Regions from separate parts of the Danio rerio genome. Here region 2 is linked to region 1. Evidence: chromatin contacts called from public Hi-C data. All regions are on one chromosome and are shown on one strand. Each heading gives the region's core, a stretch centred on a gene start, on an enhancer-like site or on the middle of the called end of the contact. The rest is flanking DNA. Distances are from core to core; before and after follow the strand shown. Region 1 holds the start of sumo1 (small ubiquitin like modifier 1). Region 2 holds the start of itm2ba (integral membrane protein 2Ba).

Evidence for each region. Hi-C and Micro-C count contacts between places; a contact is called where the count stands out from the background.
Region 2: a Hi-C map of hematopoietic stem cells shows a contact between it and region 1, with 2.0 times the contacts expected there. The contact joins the promoter of itm2ba here to the promoter of sumo1 in region 1. A contact is called at or near these places in 2 of 18 Hi-C or Micro-C datasets (hematopoietic stem cells and an unstated tissue).

The regions. Positions count from the first base shown.
Region 1 is chr6:10,602,065-10,606,390 of GRCz12tu, reverse strand. It overlaps sumo1 (small ubiquitin like modifier 1), which reads right to left and starts at 1,776. Exons shown (of 5, transcript NM_213159.1): 1 at 1,663-1,776; 2 at 825-896; 3 at 605-682. The coding sequence starts at 1,674. nop58 (NOP58 ribonucleoprotein homolog (yeast)) reads left to right here and starts at 3,144. Exons shown (of 15, transcript NM_001009889.2): 1 at 3,144-3,334; 2 at 4,182-4,258. The coding sequence starts at 3,290.
Region 2 is chr6:10,983,769-10,988,459 of GRCz12tu, reverse strand. It overlaps itm2ba (integral membrane protein 2Ba), which reads left to right and starts at 1,497. Exons shown (of 6, transcript NM_199646.1): 1 at 1,497-1,672. The coding sequence starts at 1,586. It also overlaps a transcript of nudt15 not described here.

The DNA.
Region 1 (4,326 bases), core at 527-3,026:
ACAGACGTTTTATGTTTTAACTAACATGGTTCAAATAATTGATCTGAAAGAGAGAATAAACTGTCCAGGGGTCTCATTTATAAACATGGTATACACAAAATTGGGGGTGGAAACACGTGTACGCCACTTCTTATACAGGTTATTATGATCTATAAAAAACAAACTTGACGGGAGAATGTGCGCAGCTTTAAGTAAACACATTTCGCTTAAATATTGACTTAATTCAAGCACTTTAAATCATCATAAAAGCCATAATAATTAATAAATAAATAAAAATGTATTCTGGTGTACATTCACTTTTAGGAAAGTTTCTATGCAATGTTTTATAAATGAGACCTCAGGAACCTTAACTGAAACATACACAACTATTTAAACATTGTTTTTTGTTTCGGCAATGACGCATTAATTTGATCACAGTTAAGATTTTTACAGTGTTAGTGTATTTCTATTTGTAACAATACTCACAATAATACAGATTTTATGCATTTTTGATTGAATAAAAGTAGCATTAGTGCGTTTTTTAAAAATCCTACCCACCCCCCAAAACCTCTGAATGGTAGTGTAGATTTATCGTTATCCCTCATAAATGGAAAAACTGACTCACCTGTCTCTGACTGTAGGATTCCTTCAGCTTCTTTAAATGTGTCGTCATCTTCACTTTAAAGTGAATTTCACTGTTGTCCTGCGAAATGAAAGGAAATCATCAAATCTGTTCAGATCTTTTCATATATCTCATTATAAAAGAACAGCTGGATTGGTTTTAAACAGTAATGGGTTTAAATATGAAAACCTGCATTTCCTAGAAAACAAGTGCTTTTGCTCACCTGACCGATCACTTTGAGTTTAATGTACTCTCCATCCTTCTTCTCGCCTCCATCACTTGAGGGCTTGGTCTCCTATTAAAACAAAACAAGCATTCGATTACTGCATGTCATATTGTTTTTTTATCAGATTTAATGTAATGAATTAAAAAAATATCTTGGGACTGAATTCAATAAAATATTGACTGAAGATCGTATAAAATAAGGTAGATCCGATTTTAATAAATTATAATTATATATATATATATATATATATATATATATATATATATATATATATATATATATATATATTATATATAAAATAATATTGTGAGTGTTGTTATCATTTAAACACTAGGCTGTGTGTGTGTGTGTGTGTGCTTTGAATGTAAACACACAACCTAACGTTACTCTTCTATCGCGAGCTGTTAATACGAGCACAAACCGAACACAAACTAACGTGAACAAATAACGAATAATCCTAATGAACATATCAAAAAATCAACAATTAATAACTAATTCAAATGTTCAGCATGGTCTATCAGCTCAAGATATTATGAACTCTGCTTTCAGGGCCCAGAGCAGCTAACTAGCACACATGCTAATTGGACGATTTGAGGAAGAAATTCACATATTTTTGGCATTTGTGAACACAGTAAATTGGACTAATGTGTAAATTGCGAGAACCAGAAACTATGCACAGTTAAAAACACTCAAGCATTTTTATCAAAAATACTTTCCAAACCACAGTCAGCTAGACAGGCTAAAAGCTGGGCCCTCTTATTTTCATTTTCTATAAGTCCGTCTTTCTCGTCTGCTCTCATGAAAGTTCGATTCAGCATCACAGGTTTAGACTCACCGTGTCTGACATGATATTCCGCAATGTGCAGCCCTTCTGTAGATCAAGATTGTTTGATTTAAACGATACAGTGTTATGTACAGTAATGAGAGGTTTTGATAGTGCTACCAGCAGACCCACAACACAGCGCCGTTGACGTCATTGGAAAGGGGCTGGACTTTCTATGACACTGGGTCGATGACCCAACGAGCGTTGTTTTTCTCACCACGCTCTTTCTGATTGGCTCCAATCGCCATCTGCGATGTTGCTATTGGTAAAACATAGGGAGGCCCGTATTTTGCAAAAAAAAAAAAAAAAAAAACACATCAGTATTTTGGTCACGAAATATTAGAGTGCAAAAATAATGTGACAACTACACTACACCTCTGGAGGACGAAACCTGCAAAAGCAACAAATAAATAAATACGCAAATAAATAAATTAATTAACACATGTACAAATTCCTTCATAAATAAAACAGTAAATAAATACGCAAATAAATAAATAAATAAATGACTAAATATATACACAAGTTCCTACATAAATAAAATAATTAATAAATAACTACACGAATAAATGAATAAATACTCAAATCCCTGTGTAAATAAAACAATAAATAAATAAATACACAAAAAATAAATAAATACAAATTCTTGCATAAATAAAACAATAAATAAATAAATACACAAATAAATTAATAAATAAATAGACAAATTCCTGCATAAATAAAACAATAAATAAACATGCTAAATAAATAAACAAATGTACAAAATAAATACACAAATTAAAAAGATAAAAAATAAAAAGCAATGAATAAATAAAGTAAATAAATAAAGCAATAAATAAATAAAACAATAAATTAATATGCAAATAAAAAATCAATTAGTTAATAAATTCGCAAATTCCTGCATAAATAAAACAATAAATCGTTTATTTTATGTATTTATAACTTTTAATGCCATAGATTTTAAAAAAGACATTAAGACTAATTCAGTGGATCAAAGGTAATATAAAAAATCTGTATAATGTTACTGAACATTTTATTTCAAATACAGTTTCTTCTGAGAATTTTAGAAAGCTGAATGTATTGTGTATTTAACAGAAATATCAAGCAGAATTATTATTAATCATAGAGCACCAAGTAAAATTGACCATAACAAATTCTGAACTCTCATTGGAATATTAAACATATTTACATACAACAATACAGATATTTAAAATTGAAATAATATTTCATATTATAATTGTTTATTCATCTTTTTGTCTAAAACATTTAAATATCTTTTTTTTTTACAAAACTTTTGTTTAGTATATTATTATTATCATCATCATCATCATCATCATCATCATCATCATCATCATCATCATCATCATCATCATCCTCATTATTTGGAATATGACATTATCCAAAATATTGTCTCTACACACTTTGAATATAAAACTCGAAAACTGAAAATCAACACGAGGTGATGGTGCATGAAAATGAGGCTGAGACTACTGCACATGCGCACATTTCACTGGCAGTATTGCGCATGCTCGTCCTGTCCCATGTGCGCCTCGTGGAGAGAGCGACTTCTTGTAGCGGAAGGCTCTCGGTCTCGGGAGCTCGACCTTAAACTTTATTCAGAGCAAGAAAAGCTGTTTCAAAAATGTTAGTGTTATTTGAAACTGCCGCCGGCTATGCCATTTTTAAGGTAAGCTCATTTTTTTGTGTTAATTAAATGTATTTGTAGCCGTTTTCTTGCAGTTGTGTAGCTTTTACGGTTACACTTAGCTAGCCGGCGAAGTTAGCAGTGCTGTCCGAGACTTTCAAAAAGACAAAACGTACAATCTAAGGATTTTTATTAATGCAAATGCTGTTAGTACATATGTAATTTTGTAGCTCACTCGTTTTTCCCCAGTGCGGTGTGTCAATGAGGGTAAAGCGGGTCTCATGTGGCCTGCTCTGCAGCACAGCCACGTTGTGTCTTCAGCGCTTTTTCTACACTCACTGTTAGTCGAGTTTGGACTGTTTTTAAAGTAGTCAAGATGATAAAATATAATTTAGTAGTTGCAAAACAGATGCAACAAATGTATTTACATATTTAATTAAATCTTATGAAGATATTTACTGTTTAAATGCACCTCGCCACTATAGCTCATGTTTCCACATGGTCGCTCAGCGTATAACGTTAGAGGTAACGTTAAAGTTGGTTTTATATTTTCACTTTCGCACATTCTCCTTAAATTAAGTTCAGAAAAGTATCATTTACAAATTCTGATTGGTAAAATTATATTAGTAGTCAATGGCTTATCAACGTATAACATTGTTCACAGTCGATTAATTGGTGCTTATGTTGCTTTAAGGCATACTTCAATGCGATTTCAGACCCAACACTCAAAGTACCATGATAAACAATATAGGGAATATTAAATGAATGACTGCGAATATAAAACCAACTTTACCTCAATGCTTAGTGTCGACCGCTTGAAGGCTTTAAGTAAGTCTAGTATTTAGATGGTGTCTGTGCACTTTAATCAACAGCTTTTTCTGTTGTCCAGGTCCTGGATGAACAGAAGCTCCAGCAGGTGGACAGCCTGTGGAAGGAGTTTGAGACGCCGGAAAAAGCCAACAAAGTGTGAGTTTTACAGTAGAAATGTGTAATATTATATTTAATGTTGCCTTGTCTCAGAAATGTCCTTGATT
Region 2 (4,691 bases), core at 248-2,747, 380 kb before region 1:
ATAACATGTCATCATGTTACACTAAAATATTTAGGTAACACTTGTCCATAATGATCATAAAAAGAGAGAGAGAGTTGGAAATTAATATTTTTGTCCCAGTTTATTTGCTAAATGTTTTGTGGTGATGTATATACATGTTGTTATAGAAACATAGCACCTGTCAATCAAATCGGTGGGCGGGGAAAACTGCTCTTCTATGTCACGTTGTGGTGGGCCTCAGAATCATTGGGATTTGGGTCCTATTTTAACATCAGGAAAAAAAAAAAAGACTTGTGTTTATATCACTCCAATACGACAGTGGACACACTAAACCTACACACAGTTCTGTCCAAACAGCTTACAAAAGTTGATTTTCTTCATACAGTAGGCCTTTTAATGAAGAAAAGGTTGTTCATTTTGAGTTCATGTTAACTCGTGGTGTATTGACCAATGCTAACAAGGATATTATATTTAAATAACGCATTAACAAATGAACTATAAATGGTGTAAAAAACTGTTCATACTTTGTTCATGTTTGTAAACACATTAATGAACCATTGTTTGTTCATTTTTACACACACATTTTCACATTTCATGTTATATTGTGAACATTTCTTTATTTAATTTGAACAAATATTACTGAACATTGTATAATAGAATATCAAATAATCTAAGAGATAGTTATACCCAAAATAAGAACATACCATTTACTCACCATCAAGTGGTTTTAGATCTTTGAGTATCTTTTTTTCGGTTGAACATAAAAGAGGATGAATGTTACCAGCATGATAGGAAAATAAATAGTTTGAAAGCTGATGGCTACCAGTCACCGACATTTATTTCTTGTATTCAACACAATACAAAACCTCAAATAAATCTGAAACTGGCAAAGGATACACAAACGATGACAGAATTTTAATGTTTGGGTGAACTATCAAATTAACATGAGCCACCTGGTGAAATGTTGACTGGTTTTAGCTGGTTGACCAGCCTGGTTTTAGAGTGGTTTTGGCCATATTCAGGCTGTTTTCAGCCATTTCCAGCCTGGAAATGGCCAAAACCCCTCTGAAACTTGGGCTGGTTTAAGCTGTTTTAGCAGGGCCTTTATTAATAATAAACTTACTATTATTGTGAAGTGTTACAGATATTTCATCAAAGTTTCCTCAGTCATATATTACTCTAAGGGTTCCCATCAGACAACACCTGTTTTCGTTGTAATCCTACTGCAAGATTTCATAACATTACCAATTTCCAAATAAACCTTACCTGTACTGAGGTAAACATTAACGTTACTTGATAGTTTTGCTGTTGAGTCGGACAGCAAAACAACCGTGTATTATTAAATTGTGTAGTTCAAGTTATAAAAGTATAATATGTGTTTTGAATACGGCTAAGTGTATAAATAAAGTAAAAGCAAACATCAGAGTCAGCGGTTAGTGAAAACAGCGCCCTCTGTCGGCTGACTGAGGTATATACAGTCTGAATTTGGCTAAATGCGCCACAGCAACTTGTGAGGCAGCACTGTGTATAGAGAGGTCGTCGGCTTCGCCAAGCTCTCGTTAGTTCGGTGAAAAAAGTAAAGACAAAAAAAATCCAGCTACCCAACATGGTGAAACTCACTTTCAATTCCGCTCTCGGACAAAAGGATTTAAAAAAGGAGGAAAAGGATGAAGCTTTGATCCCTCATGATCTGGTGAGTTTTGTTAGCTTCAACGCTAACCGGCTAACGTGATTAAAACAGCGTTAACAACAATGCTATTTTTTGCCTTTTAATTCGTTATAACGGATTTACTTGTCGTGATAGTGTTTGTTCAGAATGTATCGATCAATATATGTTAGCATTAAGTGAATACGTTTAAGTAAAAAACGAAGGATTATACAAATATAAATAGTGAAAGTAACCAAAACAAACATTTGGTCGCTTGACTGCAATACAGTCGTTTTTTATTGATAATTCATCCGACTGAAGCACATACACGATGTTTAAATGGGATTTATGTGAGTTTTTTGGACCAGACAGTTTTGTTTTTGTGTGTGCAGACTAGGGAAGCCATCTCCTCCTTGTTTCGGTGTGTATATGTGTGTGTGTGAGTGAGTGTCAGACAGCTTTGAGCTTACAGGAAAATGGCCGACAGTTCAACACAAACACCAGGAAACACACACAAACCCTTCATGCTTTGCAGGTTTCTAAGGTTTCCTTTTTAGATATTTGATTGCTTTTTAATGAAATGTTCTGAGCAATATAAACAGTGAATGCATGCATAAAAATGTATATATACATGCATTCATGCACTCTTCATTTAAATGCAAATCAATATTAAATGCATGCCTTTAAACTAGATTTGCATTTAAAGAAGTGTAGATGTGTCATTTTATATTTTGCAGTTCCTGAATAGGTTTCAGCCATGAACATAGTAAAACCAGGAAAAGGAAAGACATTTTTAGCCAGCTTATCGTGGGAGACTTTCGTAAGTGTGAGACCTGCTCCCACTCAAATACATGCACCGTCTGCCTGCTTCTGTGCCTCCAATACGATCATCATCTGCCACTGAGGATGAGTCAGCGCCTAGTGTGCGAATTGGGTTGATGATGAAGAAGAAAAGGAGGCCGTGAATCATTCATAAGACACTGTTGTGTCTGCAGAAACGCCGCCACTGTGATCAGATCAATGCTGCAGCCTGGTATCATCGCCACCATTTCGGGCAAAAGGAGCGTTTCAGTTGGGCTTTAGGGAAAGGAGAAGAAAATTTGGATTTCATGCTTCTTACCTTTTAGACATTTCCGGCAATCGGAGCCTCTAATGCTGATCTAAGTGGGTTGAAAGGTATCAGTTCATCATGAGATAAGCTGTAAAGATCATTCTGTGTGGTCTGAAATCCTCTGTCGCACAGGTGATCAAAGCCTCTGCAAACTTGTGGATGGAGCCACCAAAAACAGCCATCTTTTTTTCATGGAGAAAAAAAACCTCCTGAAGGCTCTGATTATTTAAACAAAGACGCTCTCTGTTAGGACTAAGCTGTAATCTGCGGTGTGTGTCTGTGTGTGCGATGATGATGCCTTGGGTATTTCATACAGGTGTGTGTTAAGTGAAAAGTGCATTTCTGAAGTTGTTTGGTTTGGTGTTTTAAAAGCAGCACAACAGGAAGTGTGTTTGTGCAAAGTCTCAACATATCCTTGAATAGATAGCAAGAAATGAAATCTAAAATGATGCAGAATTATGGATTTAGCCGGATCTTGCATTAGGATGATTGTGGATGGATTTCATGGTTGTGCGTAATTATTAAAAGTTGCATTGGTGCGCTAGATTAGGACTGAAGTCAAACTACATGAGCAGCGTTTACATCGACTACTACTTGCACAGGAATTCTTGTCATGGAATGATAGATCAAAATTGTTCAGGGAAAAAAGGTTTGTTGTTACAATGTAATTACATAAGTACTACTAAGTAATAAAGATATTTATAATAGGATTTGGATAGTTCTTATAATAGTTTTTGGTAATTAAGCATAACTTTGGCAAGTGTCGTAAATACTGTAATTAGCATAACAGGTTTTTATAACAGGACAGAGACCTATATACCATTTCAATGTGATGTCATTTGCCCATGAACATTTCTTGCTTGCAATCAAACTATTTCAGAACTGCAATAAGAGGCAATTCAGTTATTCTTGATGTTAAAACAGCTGTCATAATATTATATATCAATATGTGGCTATTTTTAGATTATCAGAAGATATAGAAATTAAAAATGTAGAACAGAAAATGCATCCATTAAAATGGTCTATAGAAGGACTTATGGTAGAAAAAAGAAAGCCGACACACACACACACACACACACACACACACACACACACACACACACACACACACACACACACACATATATATATATATATATATATATATATATATATATATATATATATATATATATATATATATATATGAGCAATTCCGTGCAAATGTCAACCTTGCCATGAAAAAAAATTAAGTTTTTACCAAAATACGGAAACCATTTCTGGGTTTTTTGTGTAAGCAAGTATTTTACAGTACTTTAAAAATACTCAAAAATGCATCTGTCAATGTTTTCAAACTATTCTATTTGATTTACCAAAGTCACACAAATGGTAATTTCACATGCGTCACATCCATAACAGAGAGATGTCACATCCATAACGACACTTTTTCCTCAGAAATGTGAAAATATTAAATTAAATAAAACCAATTATTTTTGTTTTGTAGAGAGCCGACTCTAATCCTTTTGATTAGCATTATTTCTTTTGGGTTGTGCAGTTTAATTCACATAATTTCTACAAAGTGTGTTGTATACTGTAAACTCAGACTTTTTTGTCACATCCATAACACATGCTTATTTTCCTCATTTAAAGTACAAAACACATTTACAGATTGATATTTTTCTGCTCCCATAACTCTGTGGCTAGTTGCTCTAGAAAATATAATCAAATTTTTCAATATAATGTTAACATATACTTTCTCTGTCAATTTATGTGTTGAATTTTTACTGCAAATGTCACATCCATAACGCTGGAATTGCTCATATATATACTAGTATCACAGTTCGGTTGCGATTATCATGCCAGCGATTCGGTTTAATTCGATATTTCAGTGCATCACGATGCATTTAAAATGCTTTCTATAATCAATTAAAAATTTTACTTCACAGCACAACAATTGTTTTAAAATGTATAATT